Regions from separate parts of the Hordeum vulgare genome. Here region 1 is linked to region 2. A link is a contact called in public Hi-C data. All regions are on one chromosome and are shown on one strand. The core of a region is the stretch at or near the end of the contact, and the rest is flanking DNA. Distances in the headings are between cores, read along the strand shown. Region 1 overlaps LOC123453041 (phototropin-1A). Region 2 has its middle 140 kb from the start of LOC123395382.

Evidence for each region. A called contact is a pair of places that touch in the nucleus more often than the background predicts.
Region 1: a contact with region 2 is called in a Hi-C map of seedling, with 7 times the contacts expected there. The contact joins two enhancer-like sites. A contact is called at or near these places in 1 of 6 Hi-C or Micro-C datasets (seedling) and 1 of 1 datasets of contacts at active chromatin or transcription factors (embryo).

What each region holds. Positions count from the first base shown.
Region 1 is chr5H:340,384,539-340,391,425 of MorexV3_pseudomolecules_assembly, reverse strand. LOC123453041 (phototropin-1A) reads left to right here. Exons shown (of 23, transcript XM_045129803.1): 13 at 8-84; 14 at 203-287; 15 at 411-491; 16 at 835-938; 17 at 1,100-1,149; 18 at 1,415-1,521; 19 at 1,701-1,823; 20 at 1,939-1,990; 21 at 2,085-2,197; 22 at 2,308-2,448; 23 at 3,055-3,377. The coding sequence ends at 3,150. Among protein-coding and RNA genes, the nearest start is that of LOC123453041, 9.1 kb to the left of the region's middle. Within about 2 kb of position 3,170, at least 3 of the 3 cell types and tissues checked have open chromatin away from gene starts, as enhancers often do. A contact at or near this core is called in seedling, where this site is marked.
Region 2 is chr5H:339,989,054-339,995,453 of MorexV3_pseudomolecules_assembly, reverse strand. No RefSeq gene overlaps it. Among protein-coding and RNA genes, the nearest start is that of LOC123395382, 140 kb to the right of the region's middle. Within about 2 kb of position 1,498, at least 3 of the 3 cell types and tissues checked have open chromatin away from gene starts, as enhancers often do. A contact at or near this core is called in seedling, where this site is marked.

The DNA of each region.
Region 1 (6,887 bases), core at 1,921-4,420, 390 kb before region 2:
TTTGTAGGTTCGTGAGGGTGGAGAAAACATTGATCTGAAACATTTCAGGCCTGTAAAACCTTTGGGGTCTGGTGACACTGGAAGGTAAATCTTATCATACTTTGTTTGAAACAGAATTAACTTAAGTCTTAGCACTGTTTGAGTTATGTTGCCATCAGAAGTTTCAAATAGTAAACTATGTACATTATTGTTGAAATTGTAGTGTGCACTTGGTGGAGCTGCTAAAGACAGGTGAATACTTTGCCATGAAAGCGATGGATAAAAATGTCATGCTTAACCGCAATAAGGTTTGATTTTTTTTCACCTTTTGAAATGATAACAACATTAATTATCATAGGAAAATGGGTTTCACTTATATGGTTCTAATTATGGCCATTGTTTCATGTTTCTGATAACTATAATGCCTCTAGGTCCATAGGGCTACTGCTGAACGACAAATCCTTGATATGTTGGACCATCCATTCCTTCCAACATTGTATGCATCATTTCAGGTTTGTTCATCAATATAAGGAAGCAAATTTATTATAGATCACATTGTACTTGTTCATGTGTAATCATCTTGATGAGTAAGCTTGTCTAATTCCTAGAACAATTTAACATAGGTCCAAGTTTGAATATAAATTTTTAAGCTCATTTGAGAAGAAACACACTAGGTCCAAGTTTTTTACTTTGTTTAAATCCTACCATAGAAGACCTGGTTCGCAATCCAATGGCCTTCAATCATGTTTGGGAGAGAGGGCAGGAATGGGGTTAGAAAGAGGTTGCTTTCATTGACACCATGACTTCTCATGTTCCACCAGAGAGTGACATTTTATTTCTGCTCAAATGTTGCAGACGAAGACACATATATGTCTTATTACAGATTACTACCCTGGTGGGGAGCTCTTTCTGCTCCTAGATAGGCAACCTCAGAAGGTTTTACGGGAAGATGCAGTCAGGTCATAACTGAAACTGTTTATTATTCTTAGATCTGGTGTGGTGATTTGTGACATAAGATACTGATCACAGTCGCAGGCGTGTCACTTCATTGTTTTGGGGTTTTATCCACTCTAGATGTTGTACAAGAGGCACTATTTAACATTTTTCATTATTGAGACAGGTTCTATGCAGCTGAAGTTGTCATTGCACTTGAATACTTGCATTGTCAAGGTATAACCCCCCCCCCCCTCCCAATACACCAATAAAAGTCCCTTAGATTGTGTTACATCACAGCATTATTAATGGCGATTATGTTCACCTTTCAAATGCATACGCCTTCAGTAAGGATTTAGCCCGTGCAGCATGTTTTCTATAAGGCCTTAAAAGCAATATTTCCTTACCCAAATAAAAAAAGGGCTGGCCACAATACAGTTTAGATTTGTACTGCTTATAAGGTGTCATGTTTACTCTTGTTTAATATTATTTATATCCTCAGGTATAATCTACCGAGATTTGAAGCCAGAGAATATCTTACTTCATAGAGACGGGCACATATCCCTGACAGACTTTGATTTGTCTTGCCTGACATCTTGCAGACCGCAGGTAAAAGGACACTAAATTTAATTTGAAGTTAACTTAATTTTGAAGCTCTTTCTCTTTGAATAAAATCACAAAACATGCATGTACTTTTTATGTATTGCTGGCCCTTAAAAGGGAAGGTCGACTTCAGTATATTCATCGGTTATGTGAGGTGAAGTAATTGCATTTTCCTGTTTTGGTAGGTCTTTCTTCCAGAAGAAGCTAATAAGAAAAGTAGGAGGAAAAGCAGGAGTTCACCCATATTTTTTGCGGAACCGATGCGAGCATCCAATTCATTTGTTGGTACAGAAGAGTACATTGCACCTGTATGTATTTTATCTTGGTTTTTTTGTTTATTCTGCACCATTTTTGCTACATCTCCGTTATTTTTTTGTGCATAATGTAGAGTATTTGATTCTTATACTGGTCCTTGTGTTGCAGGAGATTATTACCGGAGCTGGCCATACAAGTGCTGTTGATTGGTGGGCGCTAGGTACATAGCTCTTCCACCAAATATGCAGTTTCTTTGGGACTTTCTTTGTGCATATGTTATACGGTAATTCTAATGAAGTCATTTGGTTCTCCAGGGATTCTTCTGTATGAAATGCTGTATGGTTACACACCCTTCAGAGGTAAAACCAGGCAAAGGACATTTGCCAACATCCTACACAAGGACATCAGATTCCCCGCAAGTATATCGGTACGGTAATTAAGAAAGCGGCTAGCATATATTCCTATATCTTCTGAACAGAATTTTGGCTGACATGGAAAGTTCACTCGGTTGCCCGTGGGTGCTGTGCGGATGAGCAGGTGAGCCTCCCAGCTAGGCAGCTGATCTACAGGTTGCTGCACAGGGATCCCGCGAATAGAATGGGATCGTATGAGGGGTCGAACGAGATAAAACAACACCCGTTCTTCCGCGGCATCAACTGGGCTCTTGTGCGCGGCACGGTAATGAATACTCACTCCATTATTATTATGCCTAGCTAGCAATACCAACCATTTGTGATCTTTCTCCTAAAGATGAAATGGGACACGGGTTTCTTATGCCTGTTTGATAGAAGAAAACCAAAACCGAAATTTGTTCAGAGTCTTAGGCCCTGTTTGGAACCATAATAGATTATAATAATCTGAATTATGAACATAGATTATATAATCTAGTTTATAAAAATAATCCAGGTGGACATGTTTGGAGGCCAGATTATATAAACTGTAAACCAGCTTATAAATTGTACAATGACATATTTGCCATCACTTTACAAGGAAAAATAGAAAAGTGGCGGTGGCACTGTGTAATTCTCTTGAAGTTTACAAGGATAACACGTCATTTGTAATCCATAATCTCATTTTAGCTGGGGTAGAGGAGATTATGAGATTATAATAATCTGGTCATCTAGTTTATAAAATCTACAATATAAACTGTCCTGTTTGAAAATACAATAGATTATAAAAACCAGATTATATAATCTTGGTGGTTCCAAACAGGGCCTTAGTTGTTAGCTAGCAAAATAATGGGTGTGTGACTAATTTATTTTGTGTGAAATTGGCGTGGTGCAGGCTCCTCCGAAGCTGGACGCTCCACTGTTTTCCAAGGACGTGGGCAAGGGAATGGGCGATGCTGCCGCCGCCGATAATGGCACCGACATGTTCTGAACGAAGAAGGTGGATGGAAAGACATGCCAAAGATGTAGTATCTCGGCCGTGCTCGCTCAATCATGGGTCGTGTGTTGTTGGTTGTTGCTGGCTGTTTTCTTTTTCTGTTCGTACTCGTAGTTAGGACGGTAGGAGATGGAATAAGCGCTGGAGTTGTTGAGCGCAGTGGAGTAATCTTGTATCGGGATCATATTAAATAAGCAATTAAGATGCATCGTCTTCCAAAATTACCAGCAGGAGATGCTGGAGCGGCAACGGAGGCCCCAAAAAATGCTAAATATATAAAGACTTATAAAGGGTTACAAGCTGATTAATTTTGTTTCGCGCAGCCCCGCTCGGCGTTTGGGCCGGCCCAATTTCGCAATTTCTTTTTGTTAAAGATCAAATAATGTTGCTACAATTCCGGATCGAACCCACGAGATCACGCTTCGCAAAAAGCACAATGACCACCAGGCCATCGCAATGATTTAGTTCTTCGTTTCCTCCCTTTAATTTTCTTTTTCATGGCTGTTTCGGTTCACTACTGTTTTTGGCGTTTTATTCTGTTTTTCTTGTCTTTTTCTTTGTTTCTCAAATGCACGGATTATTTTTTTCAAATTATTTGAACTTTTTTCTGTTTTATAAACTCTATTAAAAATTCAATGAATTGTTTTCGAAATTCGATGAAAACAATTCGATGAACTTTATTCAAACTGATGAACTCTTTTCAAATTTGTGAACTTTTTTTCTAATGCGTGACCTTTTCTAAACTTTGATGAATTTTTTTTCGAATTCAATGAACTTTTTTATGAATTGATGAACTCTTTTTAAATTTAATGATTTTTTTATAATTTAATGAACTTTTTTAAAATTTGATGAACTTTTTTTAGCTTTTGAAGTATTTTTCAAATCGGTGAACTTTTTTTAATCTATTTTCTAGAAGTCAACGGTCAAATGGTTTCACCAATCAACAGTATTACACATTTAACCGAGCAATCCAGCGCAAGGAAACGAAAACGAACGAAGTTGCTTGTTGGGCCGGCCCACAAGCTCGAAGTTGTGAGCGCGAGTTTACCTAATTGGCGCCTGCAACGCCAATTAGGAGCTCCCGCCATGTGGTCCTGGCCAGTGGCAAATCTAGAAACAAATAGAGGGGGTTGGGTTGTCTGGGTCGTGTAAATATGTGTTGGGGTGGGCTAACACGTGACTTGATTAGCCTTTGAAACTACTAGTAAAAAAATTTATAGGGCTGGAAATATGGGGGAACGTCGCATGGGAAACAAAAAAAAATTCTACGCGCACACAAGATCTACCCATGGTGATGACCATCTACGAAAGGGGGGAGTGCATCTACATACCCTAGTAGATTGCTAAGCGGAAGTGTATATAACGCGGTTGATGTAGTGGTACGTCTTCGCGATCCAATCACGATCCGTCCCACGAACTCCCGATCGAGCGCCGAATGGACGGCACCACCGCGTTCACACGTAAAGCTTGATGACGTCTCTGCCTCCTCGATCCAGCGAGCGAGGGCAGAGTAGTAGATGAGTTCTTCAGCAACACGAAGGCGTGGTGGCGGTGGTGGTGGTGCTATCCCGACAAGGCTAGGCCTAGCATTACCGAAACCGCGAATGGAGGAGAAAACGATCTAGGGAGAGAGAGGGGCGCCAAGGGCTTCGTGTGTCCTCTTGGGGCGCCCCCTCCTCTCTATATATAGGTGGAAGGGCATGGGGAACAGCCCCTCCAAGCCCTAGGGCGCATCCAAGGGGAGAGGAGGTGGAATCCTAGTCCCCTTCCTTCCCTTCCATACAAAGGTGAACTTTCCACCTTTCCAACTGCATGGGCCTTGAGGGACTTGTGCGCTTGGCCCAATAAGGCCACGACGTCTCCCCTCAGCCCATGCAAACCCTTGGGACGTGGTGGAACCCTTGGTGGACTTCCGGACTCCCCCGGAAGTTTTCGGAACCTTCTAGAAGCTTCCTGGTACTTTACCGGAAAAAACGATTTCCGGTAGCCAAAATATGACTTCACATACATAAATCTTTACCTCTGAACCATTATGGAGCTCCTCGTGATGTCTGGGATGTCATCCGGGACTCTAAGAAACTTTCGGTTACTATCACACATAACTCATTAATACCAAATCGTCACCAAACCTTAAGTGTGCAGACCCTGCGGGTTCGAGAACTATGCAGACATGTCCGAGACACTCTCTGGCCAATAACCAATGGCGGGACATACATGTCCATATGGGCTCCTATATATTATATGAAGATCTTTATCGGTCGAACCACAATGTCAAGGATTCAATTAATCTCGTATACTATTCCCTTTGTCTATCGGTATGTTACTTGCCCGAGATTCGATCGCCCGTATCTCTATACCTAGTTCAATCTCGTTATCGGCAAGTCTCTTTACTCGATTCGTAATACAAGATCCCGTGGCTAACTCTTTAGTCACATTGCTTGCAAGCTTGTTGTGATGTTGTATTACCGAGTGGGCCCTAAGATACCTCTTCGTCACACGGAGTGACAAATCCCAGTCTTGATCCACGCCAACCCAACACACACCTTCGGAGATATCTGTAGAGCACCCTTATAGTCACCCAGTTACATTGCGACGTTTGATACATGCTACCTCTTGAGCTTGCGTTGTTTTTTCCCTTGAAGAGGAAAGGGTGATGCAGCACAGTAGCAGTAAGTATTTCCCTCAGTTTGAGAACCAAGGTATCAATCCAGTAGGAGTACCAAGGCAAGTCTCCAAAGTACCTGCGCAAAAACAAACAAACTTGCACCCAACGCTACAAAGGGGTTGTCAATCCCTTCATGATTGATTGCAAGGTGAGATCTGAAGGCGGAAAGTGCAACAAAGTGAAAGTGTAGAGCTGAAAATATGAAGTGAAGTAGACCCGGGGGCCATATTGTTCACTAGAGGCTTCTCTCGTGATAGCAAATATTACGGTGGGTGAACGAATTATTGTCGAGCAATTGATAGAACCGCGCAAAGTCATGATGATATCTAAGGCAATGATCATACATATAGGCATCACGTCCGAGACAAGTAGACCGATACTTTATGCATCTACTACTATTAGACCACACATCGACCGCTATCCAGCATGCATCTAGTGTATTGAGTTCATAACAAACAGAGGAACGCCTTAAGCAAGATGACATGATGTAGAAGGATAAATTCATGCAATAGATATAAACCCCATCTTTTTACCCTTGATGGCAACAACACGATACGTGCCTCGCTACCCCTTCTATCACTGGCTGAGGACACCACATGGTATGAATCCAAAACCAAGCACTTCTCCCATTGCAAGAATTATAGATCAAGTTGGCCAAACAAAACCCACAACTCAAAGAGAATTACAAGGATACGAAATCATGCATATAAGAGATCAGAGGAAACTCAAATAACATTCATAGATAATCTGATCATAAATCCAAAATTCATCGGATCTCGACAAACACACCGCAAAAGAAGATTACATCGGATAGATCTCCATGAAGATCATGGAGAACATTGTATTAAAGATCCAAGAGAGAGAAGAAGTCATCTAGCTACTAGCTATGGACCCGAAGGTCTGTGGTGAACTACTCACGCATCATCGGAGAGGCAATGGTATTGATGAAGAAGCCCTCCGTGTCCGAATCCCCCCTCCGACAGGGCACCAGAACGTGCCCCAGATGGGATCTTGCGAAGGCAGAAGCTTGCGGCGGCGGGAAAGTATTTTTGTGGCTCTCTCTGGC
Region 2 (6,400 bases), core at 249-2,748:
TCCAGGTCCAGGCACGGCCCGTTTAAGTCCTGTCGGGCCCGGCCCGTGTCGGGCCTGGCCTGCGGGCAGTTGGGCCGCCCCGTTTGACCAGATCTGCTTTACACTATACGTGGCCAGATAGGTCATGCCTCACGGGGCCGGGCCGACTGCCCGCAGGCCAGGCACGACACGGGCCGGGCCCGACACGACTTAAACGGGTCGTGCCAGACAGACGGCACGCCTCGGGCCGTGCTTGAGCCTGAAGGCTGGGCACGCGGGCCGGCACGGCATGACCCGTTTTAACGTTTTTATTTTTATTATATATATATATATTTGAGATAAAAATAAAGCTCATTAGGTTAATATTAACCAAAAAACAACCTAAAATATCAAAATCGGTCTAAATAATAGCCAAACTAAACGAAATCAACCCGAATTGCGGTCTAAATTATTAAAATCCTAGCAGGCTAGCGGGCCTGGCGTGTCAACGGACCGGCTCAATTAAAGGACGTACCATGCTTGGGTCTGGCTACCTGACACGCGGGCCGGCACAGCACGGCCCGTTTAATAATCAGGCTCAGGCATGCCGTGCCGTGCCTGACACGATTGTAGCGGGCCGGCCCGTTTGGCCAGGTATGCTTTACACACCCGAACCAAACAAAATTTGTTTTTTCCAGTCTGGAGCCATTACACCCGAAGGGTCGCGGCTATCGGCCTCGCGCCGTCCCGCAGATGGGGAACCCGCCGCGCGCCCCCAGCCCAGCCACCGTCCCCCAAATCCGGAACCCGACGCGCGCCCCTGCCCTCGCCGCCGTCACGCAGGTCGGGAACCCGCCGCGCGCCCTCGCCCCCGCCGCCGCCCCCCAGATCAGGAACCCGCCGCGCGCCCCCACCCCCGCCGCCGTCCCCCAGATGGGGAACCCGCCGCGCGCCCCCGTCCCCCAGATCGGGAACCCGCAGCCGCCGCCGCGCGCCTCCGCCCACCAGTTGGGGAACTCGTCGCCGCCGGTCGCGTCAGGAAGCAATCCGCTGCCACCTCCGCCTATGGCGTATCAGGCTCGAGCAGGCGGCAACCGGCCGCTGCCCCCCATGCCGCGGCTCGCCTCAGGAAGCAACCGGCCGCCAGGGCATACGGCATATCAGGCTCCAGCAGGCAGCAACCGGCACCTGGCGGCCCCCGTGCTGCGGCTCTCCGCAGGAAGCAACCAGGCGCGAGCGTATCAGCCTCGCGTGGCCCCGCCCGCCGTCGTCAACACGCGGCCGGCCGCCCCAATGAGTCACGTTCTGTCTGCGGCCGGTGCTCTCGGGGGCGGCTCCCATGGCGGCGTTCCCCTGCCCGCCCCCGGCAACATCATGGCGGCTGGAGCCCCAACCAACAGTCAGGCCGCGCTCACAAGCAGTTCATCTGGTAGCAACAAAAAAACAAAGAACTGCAACAAGTGCCAAGACCCAGGTCACATCAGAGCAGATTGCCCAAGGCTACCGTGTTTACGCTGCTCAGGAACGAGACACACACGGGGCAGCTGCACGACACCCGCCGGGCCAGTGTGCTTCAAGTGTTGCGAGCTCGGTCACTACTGGAAGGATTGTCTTAGTCTTGTTTTTGGTCCGCGATGTACGACATGCGGCGGGGCCGGCCATGGCGATCCAAACAACCCGAATCACAGTCTCAACTGTGCCAGCCCCCAGATACTTTTGGTATGCACGTCGTGTCCCAACGGTGGACACCGGCCACGGGACTGTCCAACAAAGCCTGCTGAGTATGCCGGGTGGAGAGGTTTCGGTGTCTGTCAAAACTGCCGAAAATCTGGGCATGTGTTTGCTGATTGTCCGTCTTTACGTTAGATTATACTCCTACTTTACTTGTTGTCGCTATTTCTAGTATCCTATTGTGTATGTTTATATTTGAGTCCCTGTCCACTAAACTATTAGTTCTGGCATTGCATTTGGCAAGAAAAAATTTAAAGGATTGGTTTATTTATTATTGCTTCTCATTAACTCTATCCGTTTATAAATATAAGTCTTTTTTAGAAATTTCAATAAAGGACTACATACGAAATAAAATGAGTGAATCTATACTTTAAAGTATATCTATATACATTCATATATAGTAGTTTCTTGTTGAAATCTTTTAAAAAAGAATTAAGAGCGGACAGTAATAACGAAGTAATGTGCTATGAATTTGGCTAAGCTAGTTACTGCTACTTCCTCCGTTTCGATGCATTAGACATCTAATGAAAATCTGATTTTCCCAAAACCAAGTCGAGCAATCTTAATTGTTTGCTTGTTTTGTGAATAGCAATTGATGACTCGCGTTGATGGCTGGGCCAATGCATGCACTTTTTGCTTGGTGCTCGTTCGGCAATCTTCGCAGAAAAAAAAGGTGTTTGATTGATCAATCTAGAATATAATATCTTAGAGTATTTATATCTGGAACTTACAAATCTGGTCCCTCAAACGTCCGGTGACACGATCGGTCAACCTACTTTTTCATCCGCACCTTTCATATTTTTTATTTGCACATAATTGGTGGAGAAGAAGAGAGAGAAAGAAATGAATGAGTAAAGAAAAAGAAATTGTGGTCCGGGATGAGGTCGTGTCCTACGTGTCGGACTGATCGACGCGTTCGGGTGCGTCCGCGAACCCTCATATCGTCCTCGTATTTGAGATGGATATGAAAGGTGTCGGTCAGTCCGGACGTTTGAGATGGATATGAAGGATTCGACCTGGACGATTTTTTGTGACCGGGCGGGCTGCCCGGACGTTTGAGACAGGCTTGAGGGGTCTCTTAGAGTCCTGCACGGGGGTGGTGATATCTCGTGAGACTACTCACAATGGAGAGTAATAAAGAGTAGTAACATACATATGTTATTAGTCTAAGTTACTACCTACTCAATGGATAGTAACATAGAGGTAGTAACATTGATCCATTCATTTATTAGGCTATAGACTCATCTTGTCTTGGTATCCGTTATGTTACTCCTTCTATGAATAACATGGTAAGTTACTCAATTTCTCTTTCTTCTCATTAATTAGTTGCCACATCATATTTTTTGTTTATGTGACATTTATGTTACTACCTATGTTACTTTTATTGTGGGTAGTCTGAGTGTGGCGGTTTGACTTTATTCCGGGACTCTCTTACATGAATATCCAAAAAAACAATATCCAAAGATTAAAAAAAATTGAGGTCCAATGCATTTCCATCCGGGTCATATCATGTTGTTGATAGTTCCAGCATTTCCAGCAACTACATGTGAAAATTATATGGTAAGCAACTTCTCTTTCAATGTCCGACAAAGAAATAAATAGAAAAGCAAACGAAAACCAAAGAAACGAAAGGAAGAAACGAAAGGAAGAAACAAAATAAAAAACTATAACCAAGCAAAGAAAAAAATAACCAATGAGAAAATAATGAAAGCCAGCGCAAAATGAAGAAAAAAGGGAAAACCGAAGAAAACCGGTGGAATAACAAATAAAACTATGGAAAACAAAAAGAAAAAGGAAATAGTAAAAAAAAATAGGATCAAGAATATCAGACATGGTGGGTCAGAATAACAGGATCAAGAATATCAAACAAAGCTTTCTTCTACATTTCAAATTTTAGTCTGTTTTTCACACCTCAAATTGTGACAGACATATTCTGGTTACATTGGCATAAATTTGAACACACATGGAGATTGGAGGTAAGCTTTGGATGATTACAAGATTGTGAAACTTTCCCAAGCTCTTTACTTTTGCCTGGGTGACAACAACGCCATGGCAGAAATGATCAATTCTGTCAGCAGATAAATTCACCAATCTACATCTTGTATATATGCAGCAATGCTGTTCTAGGTCTTTGATCAGTTGTTCGTGTTGTGGAACTCGGTGCCATCCTTAAGATGTCCTATCGCAGTGGGGCAAAGCCAGCAGAAAACATTTGGACCCATGATCTGTACAGACAGGTCAAAATAACATGCAAAATTTTCAGCACCAGATCCAATGGCTTAGAAACTGAAAATTCGATGATGACATAATTAAAATTCTGATTGCATTTTTGTTGTTTTTGTTGCGTATATATAGCACTACCATTTGAATATTCTTCCTCGTGCCTTGATCAAACCGATGGCGATACTTCGAAAGGCCGAAGTCGATCTTTATTAAGATTAGAAAGAATAGTTACAGAGCGGCGATGACCGCCAGGTGTACAAACAAGGCAAGTGCCACAGCGAAGCCTCGAGGCCAAGTGCCTGAAACACAGGACGCCATAAAACAAAGAGCCGCTACCGGCAAGGCAAGCAAGCCATGACTCAGACCTGCTGCTGCAGCACAAGCACAACGCGAGCATGCCATCTAAAAGGCTATGGTGGTGGCGAAGCAGCCTGCCTCACGCCAGGATCGCACACCCTCAATGATCGCTTCGACCACCCTGTCCGGAGACGATGCGACGTCATCAAAGATACGAGCATTACGCTCTTTCCAGAGACGACGGTGCACCAGAATCACCACCGCATCAAAGTCCCTCTTAAACCGTTCCGGGGCTGCATTCCTCGTGCGAAGCCACCAGTCCTCCGTACCCTTGTCGACGGCAGCAGGGGTCGGAAAGGGTACACCCACCCAGGTCCGGAAGCGCTGCCAAAGCTCCGTTGTAAAGGAGCAGTGCACGAAGAGGTGGCTGCATGATTCCAGAGCAAGACCGCACAAGGCGCAGGTGCCTTGATTAGGCCATCCCCGGCGTTCGAGGTTGTCTGCGATCAGACAACGACCGTGGACCACCAGCCACATGAAAAACCTGAGCCTAGGAGGAGCCTTGGCCTTCCAAATTGCAGAAGCACATCCAAAATCAATGTTAGCCGCAAAGAAGAGCCGGTAGGCACAGCTGGTGGAGAATTCGCCCCCCTCCTCGAGGAACCAGATGGCGATACTTCCGTCCACTCTTCTTTGCAAGCCACTTCGCTCTAACTGCCTCTCGATACTGATGTCAAGGTGGCAGTAAATAATATCGAAATAAGGGTAAAGCCACCAATTGACTATGAGATGAATGCATACCTCGAACAGTAACTTACCTCTATTGTTGTCATGTTATGACATATGAGATAGATGTGCCAACATAACAAAGAACCTATTGTCAAGCACAAGCAGAATAAGATGACACCAGCCAAGATCTGCATTTTATGTAGATCATTATTTGGTCCTTGTATCAAAATAAATTAACGCAAACTAAAATAGACAAAAACTGCATCAAATGTTTGTCGGCGATGTTACAACCCAGTTAAAGAATCATACAAGTTTATCTTACTTATACAACTCTGTCATTTGATTATTTTAAAACTAGCATATTTATACTGGTCGTACAATCATGTTCTTTAATTTCAATGATTACGCTCTAGCTAGACCAGAATTAAATAGTACGAAAAGCCAAAAGGCTCTGCAGCGAGTTAAGATTCTTTCATATATCCTGCAACTAAGTTACCGGAGTCCTTTTGTTTACTTTCCATGGTTAATGATCAGTATCACTTGAGTTAAAATCCATGAAAAACCCAAAACCCACAATAAATTGTGAAAAGAGGAGATCCACTCTCTCAGATAATATAGCTATGGCCGATGGATATTGCAATCATTTCCATTTGGACCCTGACAGCATAACTTCCAGCTAAAGAACACCAATATATGTTGGAGCTGGCGCATCCGCATCGACTAGTGGTACCTCATATGGATTCATCCCTGATACAATCGATACGTGTTGGTTTTTCAATCACTTACAAAATAAATTTAATTCTCAATATGCGGGGACACCTCCTAGATACTTTCCTGATATGGCCCAACCCAGTGTATGTATCAACGTAGCTATCCCGATGCCCCAGTGCAGCACAATTCCTCCCATCCTTGGGGGCTCACCCAGCGGCGGCGAGCGTGTGTGATTGCTCCTGCTGACCTCTCACGTAGCAACTGGCCAGCAGCAACCAATGTAACTAGATTATTGACTCTAGTGCAAGTGGGAGACTATTGGAAATTGTTGGAAATATGCCCTAGAGGCAATAATAAAATGGTTATTATCATATTTCCTTGTTCATGATAATCGTCTATTGTTCATGCTATAATTGTATTAACAGGAAACAATAATACATGTGTGAATAAATAGATCACAACGTGTCCCTAGCAAGCCTCTAGTTGGCTGGCTCGTTGATCAATAGATGATCAGGGTTTCCTGATCATGGACATTAGATGTCGTTGATAACGGGATCACATCATTGGGAGAATGATGTGATGGACAAGACCAAATCCTAAGCATAGCACTAGATCGTGTTGTTCGTATGCTAAAGCTTTTTTAATGTCAAGTGTCTTTACCTTCGACCGTGAGATTGTGCAACTCCCGGATACCGTCGGAGTACTTTGGGTGTATCAAACGTCACAACGTAGTTGGGTGACTATAAAAGTG